Regions from separate parts of the Mus musculus genome. Here region 2 is linked to region 1. A link is a contact called in public Hi-C data. All regions are on one chromosome and are shown on one strand. The core of a region is the stretch at or near the end of the contact, and the rest is flanking DNA. Distances in the headings are between cores, read along the strand shown.

Region 1 (6,973 bases), core at 2,191-4,690:
CATACCCACACTCTTCCTTCCGCCCTGCTGCAGAGTTTTATGGACGAGGAGCCCCCTACAATGCCTTGGCCGGGAAGGACTCCAGCAGAGGTGTGGCCAAGATGTCACTGGATCCAGCAGACCTCACTCACGACACTGTAAGCCGGATAAGCCTTTGTCAAAACGTTCCGTTCCCATTCTGTGGGGTTTATTCTTGGTTCTCAAGACAGAGTGTCACTATGTAGCCCTGTCTAGGCTGGAAATTTCTAGGTAGACCAGGATGGCCTCAAACTCACAGGACTGCCAAGGGCTGAGATTAAAGGTGTGTACCACTGAGCCCAGTTGTTTTTAGTTTTGTTTGTTTTGTTTAAGTCTCTGGATTAATCAGACTTCTTTTATTACTCTGGATTTGAATGTAGACATCCCCAACCCCCGACACACACACACACACACACACACACACACACACTAGGCAAATGCCTTACCACTGAACAAGCTCCTTGGCCCACAAAACTTCTTAATAAGCCTATTAATTAGCGTATGTGGCTTGGTAGCCAACTGCTCTCTGGGTCACCCTATTTAGGAGCCTCTGTTGGCTTTTCACTGCCTACAGACTTAAGTCCAAACTCTGTGGACTCGTCAGCTGGGCATCTGTGTGCGCTGCACACATCTCTGAGTCCTGCTCTTGGTAGTTGCCGAAGCTTAGTGGATGGACTTGGAGAATCAAGGCCCCTCCCTGTGCTCATGCTTCTGTGCAGAAGACCACAGCATGTTAAAAGTGGGCCTGGTTATAGCACGCCTGTAGTCCCAGCACTCGGGAGGCAGAGGCAGGCGGATCTCTGAGTTCTGAGGCCAGCCTGGTCTCCAGAGTGAGTTCCAGGACAGCCAGGGCTACACAGAGAAACCCTGTGTACTGGCTAGTTTTGTGTCAACTTGACACAGCTGGAGTTATCACAGAGAAAGGAGCTTCAGTTGAGGAAATGCCTCCATGAGATCCAACTGTAAGGCATTTTCTCAATTAGTGATCAAGGGGGAAAGGCCCCTTGTGGGTGGGACCATCTCTGGGCTGATAGTCTTGGGTTCTATAAGAGAGCAGGCTGAGCAAGCCAGGGGAAGCCAGCCAGTAAGGAACATCCCTCCATGGCCTCTGCATCAGCTCCTGCTTCCTGACCTGCTTGAGTTCCAGTCCTGACTTCCTTGGTGATGAACAGCAATGTGGAAAGTGTAAGCTGAATAAACCCTTTCCTCCCCAACTGCTTCTTGGTCATGATGTTTGTGCAGGAATAGAAACCCTGACTAAGACACCCTGTCTCAAACAAACAAACAAAAATTTATATAGTAATATCCACAACATAGTATAGTAATTTTTATATAGTAAATGCTACAATTGCCTGGCATTCACCTGAATTGTGCTTATCAAATCAATATAAAAAATTGTGAGAAGTCAAATTCTCTTTTTTTAGATTTATTTATTTATTATGTATACAGTGTTCTATCTGCATGTGTGCCTGCAATTCAGAAGAGGGCACCGGATCTCATTACAGATGGTTGTGAGTCACCATGTGGGTGCTGGGAATTGAACTCATACCTCTGAAAGAACAGCCAGTGCTCTTAACCTCTGAGCCATCTCTGCAGCCCAGTGAGTCAACTTCTTAAGCCACAGCATTATAGAAAGAAATTAGTGGGAAGGGTTTAGTCTGCCTTCCATACCGTAACAAAATATCTAACACAAATAACCTTTTTAAAAATGAATTTTTATTTCGTTGTATGTGTGTCTATGTGCACCACTGGCATGCACGTACCTGTAGAGGCCAGAAGAGGGCACCAGATCCCCTGAAACTGGAGTCAAAGGCAGTTTGGAGCTAGCTGCCTGATGGGCGTGCTGGGAAGAAAACCTGGGTCCTCTCCAAGAGCAGAAAGTGCTCGTAACCACCAAGCTGTCTCTCTAGACGTCTAAGTAACATCTAAAGAGAAAGGGTTTACTCTGGAAGCTTCAATCCAGGACTGACTGATCTCAGAGCTCGAGCATGTGGCAGAGAAAGCCCATGCTCCTTATGACCAGGAAGCAAAGGAGAGAGTGAAGTGTCTTGTGTCCCACAGTTCCTCTGGAGGGCACACTCTCAATGTAAGGATCTCATACTAGGCCACGCCCCTTAAAAGCACCATCACCTCCCAGTAACTTCACCCTGGAGACCAAACCATTGACACATGGACCTTTCACCAAGGGGCATCCTCAGTCCAGGTTACAGCAGATGCTGTACTTAAATGTTTAATAACGACAGAGAGGTGGGCAGGCTGCAGTGCTGCCCACCCAGGACTGGGTGTTCTGTGGAAGATACTTCCTGTGTCAGCTGACCAGCAAAACTGATGAGGCCATTGCTCCCCTGCTCACACACCCTGCTCACACACCCAGCACTCTCTCTGTACAGACACTTTGTACCCACACTCTGCTCTCACAGAACACACGCAGACTCTGTTCACACACCCTGCACACACAGAGACTCTGCTCACCGCCCCCCACAAACACTCTGCTCACACCCCCCACACATGCATCCTGCACTAACATCCTGTAAACACTCCTCACTTACCCTCTGTGTACATACCCTGCATACCTAGAGCTGTTTCTTTAAAAGTTTGAAAGTTCATTCTTTGATTTAAGATGGAGGGTTTTTCCCCCATATTTTTCTGGCGAGAATGGACGCCATGAACACAAAGGCAGTTTCCCAGGGTGAGTCTCCACGTGTGCTGACCGCTGCCATTTCCCCAAATGCAAGAAACTTGGTCCCAGAATCTGTGATGGCGGGCTGTGCACCTGCTCTCTCCTAAAAAAGGCTTTGCTTTGTTTTCTTTCGTTTTCTTTTAGCATGGTTTTTTCTTTTGCACTTGGAGTTTGGGGCTGATAAGGCAGGGCCAGAGAGAGGACAGTGCCAGTCACAACTTGTCAAATTCAGCTTGCTCATCTCTCTCTCCCATCTCTTCTCCCCAAGACTGGTCTCACGGCCAAGGAGCTGGAGGCCCTCGATGACGTCTTCAGCAAGGTGTACAAAGCCAAGTACCCCATTGTTGGCTACACAGCCCGAAGGATCCTCAACGAGGATGGCAGCCCCAACCTGGACTTCAAGCCTGAAGACCAGCCCCATTTTGACATAAAGGACGAATTCTGATGTCTAGCTGAGAAGCAGCCGGTTCTAGGGAGAAGTGAGGGGACAGGAGTTAAGTGTCCCTCGGAACAAGCGGAGGAAGCCTCCGAGTGCCCTGCAGCTGAATAAAGCGAATGTTTAACTGGGAGACTCTGTGTATGGTTCTTGGTCAGGGGCCGTGCCTGCCTGGTGTCCCTGCCCGCCAGCAGGTGTGTGTGTGGGTGCTCAGCTGTGACTAAAGGCCAACGTCACAGTGCGCTGTGAAGAACCCCCGATTCTACATTCGCTTGTGTTCCCCACACTCCCTACCACAACCACATCTCCTTTGTAGTAAGGATACATTAAGCAAACAACCCCATTGCTGCAGAAGCATTCTCCTGTCTCTGCACTTCCTATGCACGGCCTGCAGGGGTGAGGTTCCTGTCTTGGTCCTGATGTCCATGTCTGCTTGTGATGAGGCCAGGAGGTAAGGACCATGTAAGCGGTGGCAGGAACTGGCTGCAGCCAGACTGGCAGGGAGCCTGGTCGGGGGTCACAGAGGACTTGGATGTACTTCTCGGCATACACATGGCGGCTCACAGGTTCTCTAGTCCCAGAGAATCTGATGCCCTCTCCTGGCCTCTGTGGGCACCAGTTATCCAGTTATATACTTGGTACACAAAGTTACATGTAGACAAAACACTCACATAGAGAGAGAGAGAGAGAGAGAGAGAGAGAGATAGATAGATAGATAGATAGAATAGCAAGAGGCCGTGTGTGTGTGTGTGTGTGTGTGTGTGTGTGTGTGTGTGTGTCTCATTTGGTAGAGTGCTTACCTAGCATGCATGAGATTGGGATCCAGCCACAGCACCACATAACTGGTATGGTAGCATACACCTGTGATCCTAGGGCTCAGAATGTAGAGGCAGGAGGGTCAGAAGTCCCAGATTGTCCTCAGCTATGTATTGAGTTCATGGCCAGCCTGTATGACTCCCTGCTCTGTGTGTGTGTGTGTGTGTGTGTGTGTGTGTGTGTGTGTATACAAAAAATAGAATTTTTACTTTAAATAGAGACTGGAGCCCTGCCCCAGGACTTGGCACCCCTAGAGGATAGCCTGGGAACTGCATAGTTAGCCTCGTACCTCAGGAAGACTCAGCTGGACCAGAGGCCCTGAGAAAGTCATCCCTGGCCATCCCCACACCTCAGAGAGAGCAGGCTGCCATACTTGATGGTACATTCCAGGGCTTGGTGGCCACTCAGGCGTAATGACGCTATCGTAGAAGAAATGGAGGCGTGACCCGGCAGCTGCAAGGCACACCGTGCTCCTGAAGTCAGAACACTGAATTCTGAAGTAGTGTGAGTTGCCAGTGGCTGGCCTGTGAACACGTCTGCACTTGCCATGGCGCCTTCCCTGTGGCCCTGGCTGTATGAGTGCTTGCTTGCTCCAATCGGAGGTAATGTGATAAGCATCACAACTGATAGGCTTTCTCTGTATGAGAGGCTGCTCCCATGTAATAACACAGACACGGCTCTGAAGCCATCTCCAGAGTGATTTATCTCTGCACTCTTTACCAACCTGTGGGGACTACTGTCTTGGCAAGGGGATGCCCCAGTTACAGTGGCAACCAAGAACAGAAAGTCTCAGGCCTAGAATTCCAAAAGTTGTTCATTGAGCCAATGTACACTGTATGGGGACATGTTGACCCAAACAGATGGTACAAATCAGTGATGCACAGCCCTCAAAAACACCCAACAAGCCTGACTTAGGAGCCTATGGCTTCCTGTGTCTTCTTGACCTGGCAGCAGGCTGCGATGCCATTCCTCAGGCCCTGGTCTCCACAGAAGGGCAACACCTCCGAGCCTGGCTGGGATTTTCCAGCAAGGCTGGCTGCCCACACTTCCCCCTAATCCTGCCCCATTAGGGCCCAGCTTTCCCCGCTGGCCTCAGGCTCCCCATCCTGTTCTCCGTTCAAAGCACCACCCCACTGCAGAGGGGCCTCTCTTCAGTACGACCAGCCTCTCGCTTTGAGATTCCAAACCAGAGACTTGACAGGACAGTGCACACAGAAATCTGGGCAGCTTCGTGGGCTGCAGAAAGGGCAGGTTCAGAAGGGGCTGGAGAGAAGGGGATTTGCTGTCCGGGCACAGATCCCTGCAGGCCCTGTGTCTGTATCACTCCATGTTTGCTTTGTTTGTGACAGCTTCCTGTAGCCCAGGCTGGCCTGGACTGCGTAGCCAAGGATGACCTTAAAGTTCTCACCCACCCACCCCCACCCTGCATCCATTTCTTGAGTGCTGGGATCACAGGCAGGCACTAACTTTCCAACATTTGCTTAGATGCTTCCTTTGCCCTAAGGGCTCACACCTGCCTTGCAACACTCTCCCTGCAAATGTACTCTCCTGTAACCCAGGAGCACCAGTGTGCTTGTGATTGCCAAATGATGTGTGTGTGTGTGTGTGTGTGTGTGTGTGTGTGTGTCTTAAGGGCCCCAAAGTTTCACTTCAATGACAAGCTAAGTGTCTGAGGACTTTTGGTACTGATACTGAAAGTCCAACATCTGTGCCCTGGACGCCCCCGAGGGACTGAACGTCACCAAGCTGAGTCCAGGCCTCCTTTAGACTGAGAGGCCCTAGACACGGCAGACAGCTGCCCTTGGGATAAGCAAGCAAGGAAGGAACTGGGTTAGTTACCCAGGAAAAGGAAGGTCAAAGGACGCACACGGGAAGGGTGGAAAGTTCCATGTCTACCCCTGGCCTCCAGGTTGGAAGGTCAGCTTCTCTGTGGGATGCCTGTCTACACAGTTGGTGTAACTTGTGAAGTTATTTGCCCCTGCACTCTCAGTGAGTGTCAGACCCCTCATTTCCCTGCTCTGTGTGTCTGCAGAGCACAGATCTCACCCTGGCATGTGACATAGAGCCAGCTCCTTTGCAATGGCACAGGAGAAGCAAGGGCCTGCAGCATGGAGCCACTAACGGGCTGGAGAGACACCCTAGCAGTTAAGAGCACTCACTGCTGCCAAGGGCCTGCGCCAGAACCAAGCACTCACGTCCCTCTCCTGGCTCCATGGATACTGGGCATGCATACACACTCAGGCAAACACTCATACCCACATGAGATAAAAATAAATAAAAAGTTTTACAAAAGAAGTCCAACCTGGTGTGGTGGTGCACACCTTAAATCCCAGCACCCAGGAGGCAGAGGCAGGTGGCTCTTTGAGTTCCGGGCTAGCCTGGTCTATAGAGTTAGTCCCAGGATAACCAGGGCTACGCAGAAAAATCCTGTCTTGAAAAACAAACAAAGAACAAACAGGTTAAGTCCAATAGTGATTGGATGTTGTGTGTATGTGGGGTGTGTGTTTACATATGTATGAGTGTGTGTGCATGTGTGTGTATATCTGTGAGTGTGTTTTTGAATGTGTGTGCATGTGTGTATATCTATGTGTGCATGTGTGTATATGTCTGTGAGTGTGTGTTTGAGTGTGTGTACATGTGTGTATATCTATGTGTGCATGTGTGTGTATGTCTGTGAGTGTTTGTGCATGTGTGTATATCTGTGAGTGTGTGTTTGAGTGTGTGTACATGTGTGTATATCTGTGTGTGCATGTGTGTATATGTCTGTGTGTATGTCTGTGTGTGTTTGTGTATGTGGGGTGTGTGTGTGTACATATGTATGAGTGTGTGTGCATGTGTGTGTATGTCTGTGAGTGAGTGTGCATGTGTGTATATCTGTGAGTGTGTGTTTGAGTGTGTGTACATGTGTGTATATCTATGTGTGCATGTGTGTATATGTCTGTGTGTATGTCTGTGTGTGTTTGTGTATGTGGTGTGTGTGTGTGTGTGTGTGTGTGTGTGTGTTCAGAGGCCTGACTAGCAAA
Region 2 (6,973 bases), core at 3,328-5,827, 140 kb before region 1:
GATGATTCAGCAGCGTCCACACTGAAGACACAGCTTTTACACCTATACCGGTTTTCACCATCCTAACACAAACAGCTTAATGAAGTGAAGATTCACCCCACTTACTATTTGAGGGTAAGGGCCACACTGAAGGGCTGGAGAAGAAGTCTTTGCAGTGGGACCTTTCTAAAAAGGCAGGACCCCAGATCATAAAAGGTGCCTCCCATACTCAGGGTGGGTCTTCCTTCCTCAAGTAAACATCTCTGAAAACGAAAAACACACTCAGACACACCCAGAGGTGTGTTCCCATGGTTGGTCTTAAATCCAGCCAAGTTGACAATGAAGATTAGCAACCACAGAGTTCTACACTGAAGGAACAGCAGCTACCAAAGGCCAAGGACGGATACTGCAGGGATCAAATAGAGAGTTAAAGGAAGTCTGGTGACAGTGCGTGCAGCAGCAGATAAGTCTGAGCCAAGCGGGAAGGACAGAGATAGGCTGTGCCCTGTGGGCCATATTCGGTCTGCATCCATCCTGGAGGCTGAGAAGTATCCAGAATTAGTATAGGCAAGAGAGGAGTGAAAGGTGTTTCCAGAGAGACTGATCATGGGGGAGGAGGGAGTCTCGCTGCTCAGAGAGTCAGAGGAAGGAAGACCAGAGGAAGGTGGAGGGTTAGTTTGGGAAGATGGTGGGTTAGTCGGGGCGACAGTGGGTTAGTTGGGGGAAAGATGATGAGTTAGTTAAGGGAGGATGGTAGTTTGTTTGGGAAAAGGGGCGGATACTTTTAAAGAAGAACATGTTAGCAGCTCATGTCAAAGCTGTGTAGTGACAAGAAAGATTGTAGGTGGAAGTATCATTCGGGCCTGGAAAGACCTTTATGAAAAATGTCCCTTGAAGCCACTTATTTTAGCAAATACTTTCCCTCCGCCCCCAAGAAGTACTTTCTATTTTAGGACTGATAAAACGGCTGATATTTCCTGCGGTTGAAATTGTCTTTTATCTCTGTAAGGATGGAGTCTATATAGTGGGAGTCATGGTTGAATTTGACTTTTTATCTGGTTTTGAGACAGTGTCTATCCATGTAGCCTGTAGATGGCCTCATACTCAATCCTCCTGCCTCAGCCTCCCTAGTACTGAGATCACAAACACTATGTACACCGCAAACAGCCGTACTTCTTCTCTTCTGAGACCAGCTTCCATGGACTCTCTCTGGGCTGTAGCAACTGGGGGAGGTCTGTAATTGTAGCAATCCAGTGAGTTTTCTGGAAATATTTGAAATGTGGTGGCGTGAGCAGTTGCTCAAAGGAGCAAGAATCTAGCCCTGCATGAGGAGACACTCAAGCAGCTCCACAAGTGCCCAGGAATGACACTTACCAGATCAGCCCACATCCCAAAGGGTTTGTGAGAGAACACTGTCCTCATAGGACAAGCTTGTCTGTGACTTCTGCTCTAATGCCCAGCCCCTGGGGGACTTGCTTGGAGTGTTCACGTCTTTCTGACTCTTACACAATCTCTCCACCTCTTACATAGCACACGGCACAGCTTGACCCTGGTGATTATAGGGTGAACCTACCAGCCGGCAGGGCTTGAGGTTGGCCCTGTGCAAGGGCTGGTTCATCAAGAGGCCAACTCAGGTCATGGTTTTGGATGCTCAGGCCAACTGGTGAGGCACACCTCTGCTCTCTCTGCTCAAGTAGTAAAGGAAGCCAGGAGAGATGGTATGGACAGCTTGTCACAGCCCACTTTCTTAGATTTCACTGTGTCTCCTGAATGATGGGTCAGTAATGGGACCTCAGACATGAGGAGGCATTGACTAAGCAACATGGGAATGAGGCAGCGTAGGAAGATGGGGAACATGGATGAGTAGGAAAGGAAAGGGAGGTGACAGGGTGAAGATGATTGAAATTCAGTGTGTACATGCATGAAAATGTCTCGGCACAACCATCAGTGCGTATAAAACACGCGTGAAGAAGACACTGAAAGGTGAACTGGAGGGGTGGCTCAGCAGTTAAGAGTACTCCCTGCTCCTGCAGAGGACCTGGCTTTGGTGGGTCACAGCTGTCTATGACTCCAGTTCCAGGGGACCCAGTGCCCTTTACTGGTCTCTTCAGGTACCAGGCATGTATGTGATACACACAACATACATACATGCAGGCAAACAGCCATACGTATAAAATAAAAATAAATAAATCTTTTAAAAAGTAATAAGATACACACACACACACACACACACACACACACACCAGTACTTAGAAGACAGAGGCAGGAGGATTTCTCTGAGTTTAAGACTGATGCACATAGTAGACTCCAGGTCAGCCAAAGACCAAGAGTGAGACCCTATCTTTAAAAGAAGACAAGGATGATGAAGAAAAGAGAACAGAATTGTGGGGACACGGGAAGGGAAAGGGTCCATCATCAGGAATCTGGTTGGATCCTTACCAACAGAGAAGCCAGAATTTCCACACAAGTATCAAGATTTTCTGTGATGGTCCCAACATCGAGACAGACAGTGTCCTTCCATATAAGGATAGTTCTTGTGACAATAACAATGAAGACCATGGTAAGGCCTCCTTGCTATCCCGGGTGTGTTCTAGAAACAGATCAATGACCTCACTGACAGTAGAGATAGCCTGCCTTCCTGTAACCCCTCTACCTTATCCACTGAAATCCAGCCTGCTGCCCTCAGGATCCACCCTGTAGCCCCATTTAGGTTCCTTAGCAACCCTTTAGAGGTAACAGCTTTGAACAACACCAAGCACAGGCTTCACAGCTACAGTGAAGACAGTGGGGAGTGGCTCTCTCAGAGATATCAGGCATACCTAGTCTCCTCGAATGCCTGTGCTTACCCAGCTCTTAGCAAATGCACAGCTCTGCTGCATACAGGCCCACCCCGAGAATCTCTTCTGCACTGAACCAAGGATTCCGTTTTACCTGAGACTAGTTTCCTGAAAGATGAAGAGAACTGCTCAGGCTACTGGTGATGGCAATGTGGAACTGTCTCTCTGTGCCTGCTGCCTCTGGTGGGAAGAAACACCTTGAGGGCTGTCAGCTGTGACTTCATCATGAAGAGCAGCCCTGGCAGACACAACCTTCCTACTTATGTCAGAAAAGCCTTTCTGTCTGCTGCTGGCTCACAACTACCTGCTGCACAACTTCATTTGCCTCTGACAACTGTCGGTCCACAGGGCAAAGCCCATTCCTTCCCTCCTTGCATGATCTTTCCACATTCTTGCCCTCACTCTCCCAAGGCCTTCCCCCCTACTCCCTGCCCCCCAGCAACCACCAGAGCTCCCTTCTTCCTGCCTCAGCAGAAAGACTTCATGATGGTTGTTTATATATGCAGGTGGACAGGTTGCCCTTCACCACAATGGACTCTGTCACAAGGATTTAACTGGACATTAACTTTCAAGGCTTACTGAGCAGCTATAAACAGAGGGGTACCAGTTAAGAGCAGGCAATACAGAGCCCGATCAAAGCCTGACTAGGTCTGGCCCTGCTAGCTGCCAGAGCGTGACTTGGGATAAACTTCTTCACTTTACCAGGCTTCAGTTTCTGTTCTGTAAAGGAAAGCCCATGTGTGTGTGTGTGTGTGTGTGTGTGTGTGTGTGTGTGTGGCTGTGTTGCCATAGCGACCGGAGGAAACAATGCATATTGTCACTCAGCATCACCTATGACAAGTATCTGCAATCCTTTATCTGCTGATCAACATGTAGAAGGTCTTGCTCATTAAAGGCCTTTGTATGCCGACTGCAAGTACAGAGAATGGTTCGTTTTGGTTTTGTCTTGCTTTTTGTTATTGTTGTTTTTGTCTGTTGGAGCAGAGTCTTGCTACATAGCCCAGGCTGCCCTGTTCTTCAGCCTCCCAAGTTCTGGGGTTATAGATGTGAGGCATTGTGCTCAGGACATTTTCTCATTATGAAAAATTTCAGATGTACAATAGAAAGAACTGCGTGGATGACACTCTTACACCTCGCATGATGGTCTTATTGCTTACATCTTATCATATACATCTATTTTTCTGGACTATTTCAATGTAGAGATATGTAGAGGTCAATTAAAATACATGACTACACATCTCTCAAAAATGAAGACATTCTCCTCACTCTTTCCTTTATTATGCTTTAAAAAAAGCTGACAATAGCTACCTCATCTCACCTGTTCTCAGGCCATGTAACATGTTCCTGCAATATCCAGCAATGTCTTCTAGAAGACTTTTTGTGTTTTCCAAACAAAAGTCAGTCAAAACCAGACATGGTATCTGTAATGCGATCACTTGGAAACTGAAACAGGAGGATCTCAAGTTTGAAGCCAGCCTCAGTTACCAAGTGAGCTAAAGCTGGTGTTGGCTCTCTCTCTCTCTCTCTCTCTCTCTCTCTCTCACACACACACACACACACACACACACACACACATTCACACATCCAGTCAACACCCTTACCCTGGATTTAGTTAGGATATATTTCTCCTCTGTTATTATAGAGCACAGTGCTGAAGATGCTCTGAGACCCACGTTATTACTGATTTAGCTGAATGAGCTGCTGGCAGCAGCCTCCTCCACCAAGGCCCTGCTGTCAAAGCAGGCCCTGAGATACAGGTGCACAAGGCGGGTTATGGAACTTGCTGGTTATTCATTAGCTCTACTACCCAGTGCTTCACGCTCTCTAGTTTTTGTTGTTGTTGTTCTGTATTCTCTGCTCTTGAACCTAACACGAAGGTGGTCAGTAAAAGAGGATAGAGGGGGGGCGGGCAGCTGTGGCAGCACACACTTGTAATCTCAGGAACTGGGAGCTACAGACAGGAAGGTCAGGAGTTCAAGGTCAGCCTGTGCTATATAGAAAGGTTGTCCTTAGCCCAGGTTACATAAGACCCTGCATCAAAAAAAATTTTTTTTTTTAAATTTAAATGTGGATGGAAAAGGATAGGCAGAAAGGGAAGAAGTCTCAGAGAGGGACCCCCTCCTTTGATCTGAGGAGTGTGGTTTCCTGCTGTGGAGTGCATTTCACTGAAGGAGACTGTGTTAGTCACCTTTCCCCTTGTTGTGACCAAACACCAACAAGAGCCGCTTGAGGAGAGAAGTGTTTGTTTTGGTTCATGCCTTGAACCGGCAGTCCACCACCGTGAGGAAGGCAGCTGGTCACGTTGCATCTGCAGTCAGGAGACCGATGGGTGCTTGTTTATCCGGCCGCCAGGTGCATCACCCACCTCAGATAAGCTAATCTAGAACTCTCTGCACAGCTGTGCCCGGAGGACTTGGCTCAAAGATGACTCTGGTGGTTTAAATAAGATGTGTCACCCCTATCTGCCCCCCAACTTCCCCACCCCCAACACACACACACACACACACACACACACACGCCATAGGCTCTAGTATTTGAATACTTGGTCCCCAGTTGGTAGAGCTGTTTGAAGACGTTCAGGAAGTATGGTCTCACTTCGGGGAAGTAAGCCATTAGGGGTGGGCTTTGAGGGTTTAAAACCTTACTTATGTCCACTCGGCTCTCCGACTCCTGTTTTTGAATGATGATGTAAGCTCTCCGTTCCTGCTCCACATGCCTACTGCTTGCTGCCATGGCTTTCCACCGTGACGTGACGGACTCTTGCCCTCTGGAACCGAAAGCCAAAATCAACTCTCTCTTGCGTAAGTTGTCTTTGGTCCTGAGGTTTCATCACAGCAACAGCAGATGTAACTAAGATTGCTGGGCATGGTGGCACATGGCTTTAATCCCAGGGCGCCAAAGGCAGAGGCAGGCAGATGTCTCTGAGTCTGACAAATTGGTGTACATAGCCAATTTCAGGGCAGTCGGGGCTACACAGAGAAACCCTGTCTCTAAATAAATAAATAAATAGATAGATAAATAAATAAATAAATAAATAAGTAGGTGACTCTAGGTCTTGCCAAGCTGACAGTTTACATAAACCACAGAGTCTGTCTTCCTTCCTGGGCTCCCCCAGACGTCTCTGAGACAAGATGGACATCTGGCATTGTCTAAATAGGAGTCTGCACTGGATTGTCTTTGCCTCTAGTCTCCCTAACAGGTGACTCCCACGTGATTCCGCACACAGCAATGACATTTCTGAGCACAAAATGAATCAAGAGGAATAAACGTGCTGTTGAAAGGGTGGGCTGTCAAGAATAGGCATGCTCCTCGGAGGGGAGAGGACTCTCAGCAGCAGACCTCAGAGCCCCAGACTCTGCCCTCCAGACACAACCAACATTGGTTCAAACGTCAGGTCTGGGTCAGAGGGTGAGCTAAATATTTTGAGAAGCTAGCTGGATGTTGTGCTATCCCCGCACTGTTAAGCTGATGCAGGAGGATCATGGGTTTGAAGTCAGTCTGGACTTAAAAAAACAAAACAAAAAAAAACACCTTTCTCTAAAGAACAAAGTTGAAGTCCTGGGGGGAATCCATGTGCAAGGCCTTGGGTTATCTGCACAGAAGCCTGACTGATTCTCATTCCTGGCTGACCGTGGCACCATGTCTCCCTCTTACCTTGCCCAGCTGTTGGCTTCTAGTCAAAATACACACAGCCATTTAATCATTAATCTGAGCAAAACATTGCTAGGGAGTTTCACTGTGGAGTCTGTATGCATGTACACACCACAGTTAATTGCTTGGCTATCTGGCTTTCTTGTTCTTCTCTGTATTTTTCTGGGCCTTGTCCCTCTCCATTTGTGGAGATGGCCATAAGTGATCTCATCAGGGAATTAATTGCTAAGAACTTTTTTGTTCTCTTCTTTGAAGGTGTGTGTGGGCACGTGTTTGGCTGTCGTGGACAGCTTATGTTCACAAGAAGTGAGTGACCTTGTCCATGGAATAGAGCGTGTATCTGTGACCAGGAAAAAGACCAGTGTTTGTATTTGGTGATGGTTTTATGCCTTGCTGTCAGTAGAGACATTTACAAGCTTGCTGACAGCCTAGGACTCCAAAAGTCATCATGGTGACTTAGCACATATAAATGCATCCTATTTTTATATTAATACCAGGGAGTGGAA

The links. A called contact is a pair of places that touch in the nucleus more often than the background predicts.
Region 2: a Hi-C map of CD8 T cells shows a contact between it and region 1, with 2.8 times the contacts expected there. The contact joins two enhancer-like sites. A contact is called at or near these places in 2 of 484 Hi-C or Micro-C datasets (CD8 T cells and the G1E-ER4 cell line) and 3 of 9 other capture datasets (adipose tissue, liver and pancreatic islet).

The regions. Positions count from the first base shown.
Region 1 is chr1:191,303,083-191,310,055 of GRCm38.p6, reverse strand. It overlaps Nenf (neuron derived neurotrophic factor), which reads left to right. Exons shown (of 4, transcript NM_025424.3): 3 at 34-137; 4 at 2,967-3,269. The coding sequence ends at 3,143. Among named protein-coding and RNA genes, the nearest start is that of Nenf, 12 kb to the left of the region's middle. Within about 2 kb of position 3,440, at least 19 of the 459 cell types and tissues checked have an H3K27ac peak or open chromatin away from gene starts, as enhancers often do. A contact at or near this core is called in CD8 T cells, where this site is marked.
Region 2 is chr1:191,444,210-191,451,182 of GRCm38.p6, reverse strand. It overlaps Gm32200 (predicted gene, 32200), which reads left to right. Exons shown (of 6, transcript NR_151615.1): 3 at 5,597-5,617. Among named protein-coding and RNA genes, the nearest start is that of Gm31987, 15 kb to the right of the region's middle. Within about 2 kb of position 4,577, at least 102 of the 459 cell types and tissues checked have an H3K27ac peak or open chromatin away from gene starts, as enhancers often do. A contact at or near this core is called in CD8 T cells, where this site is marked.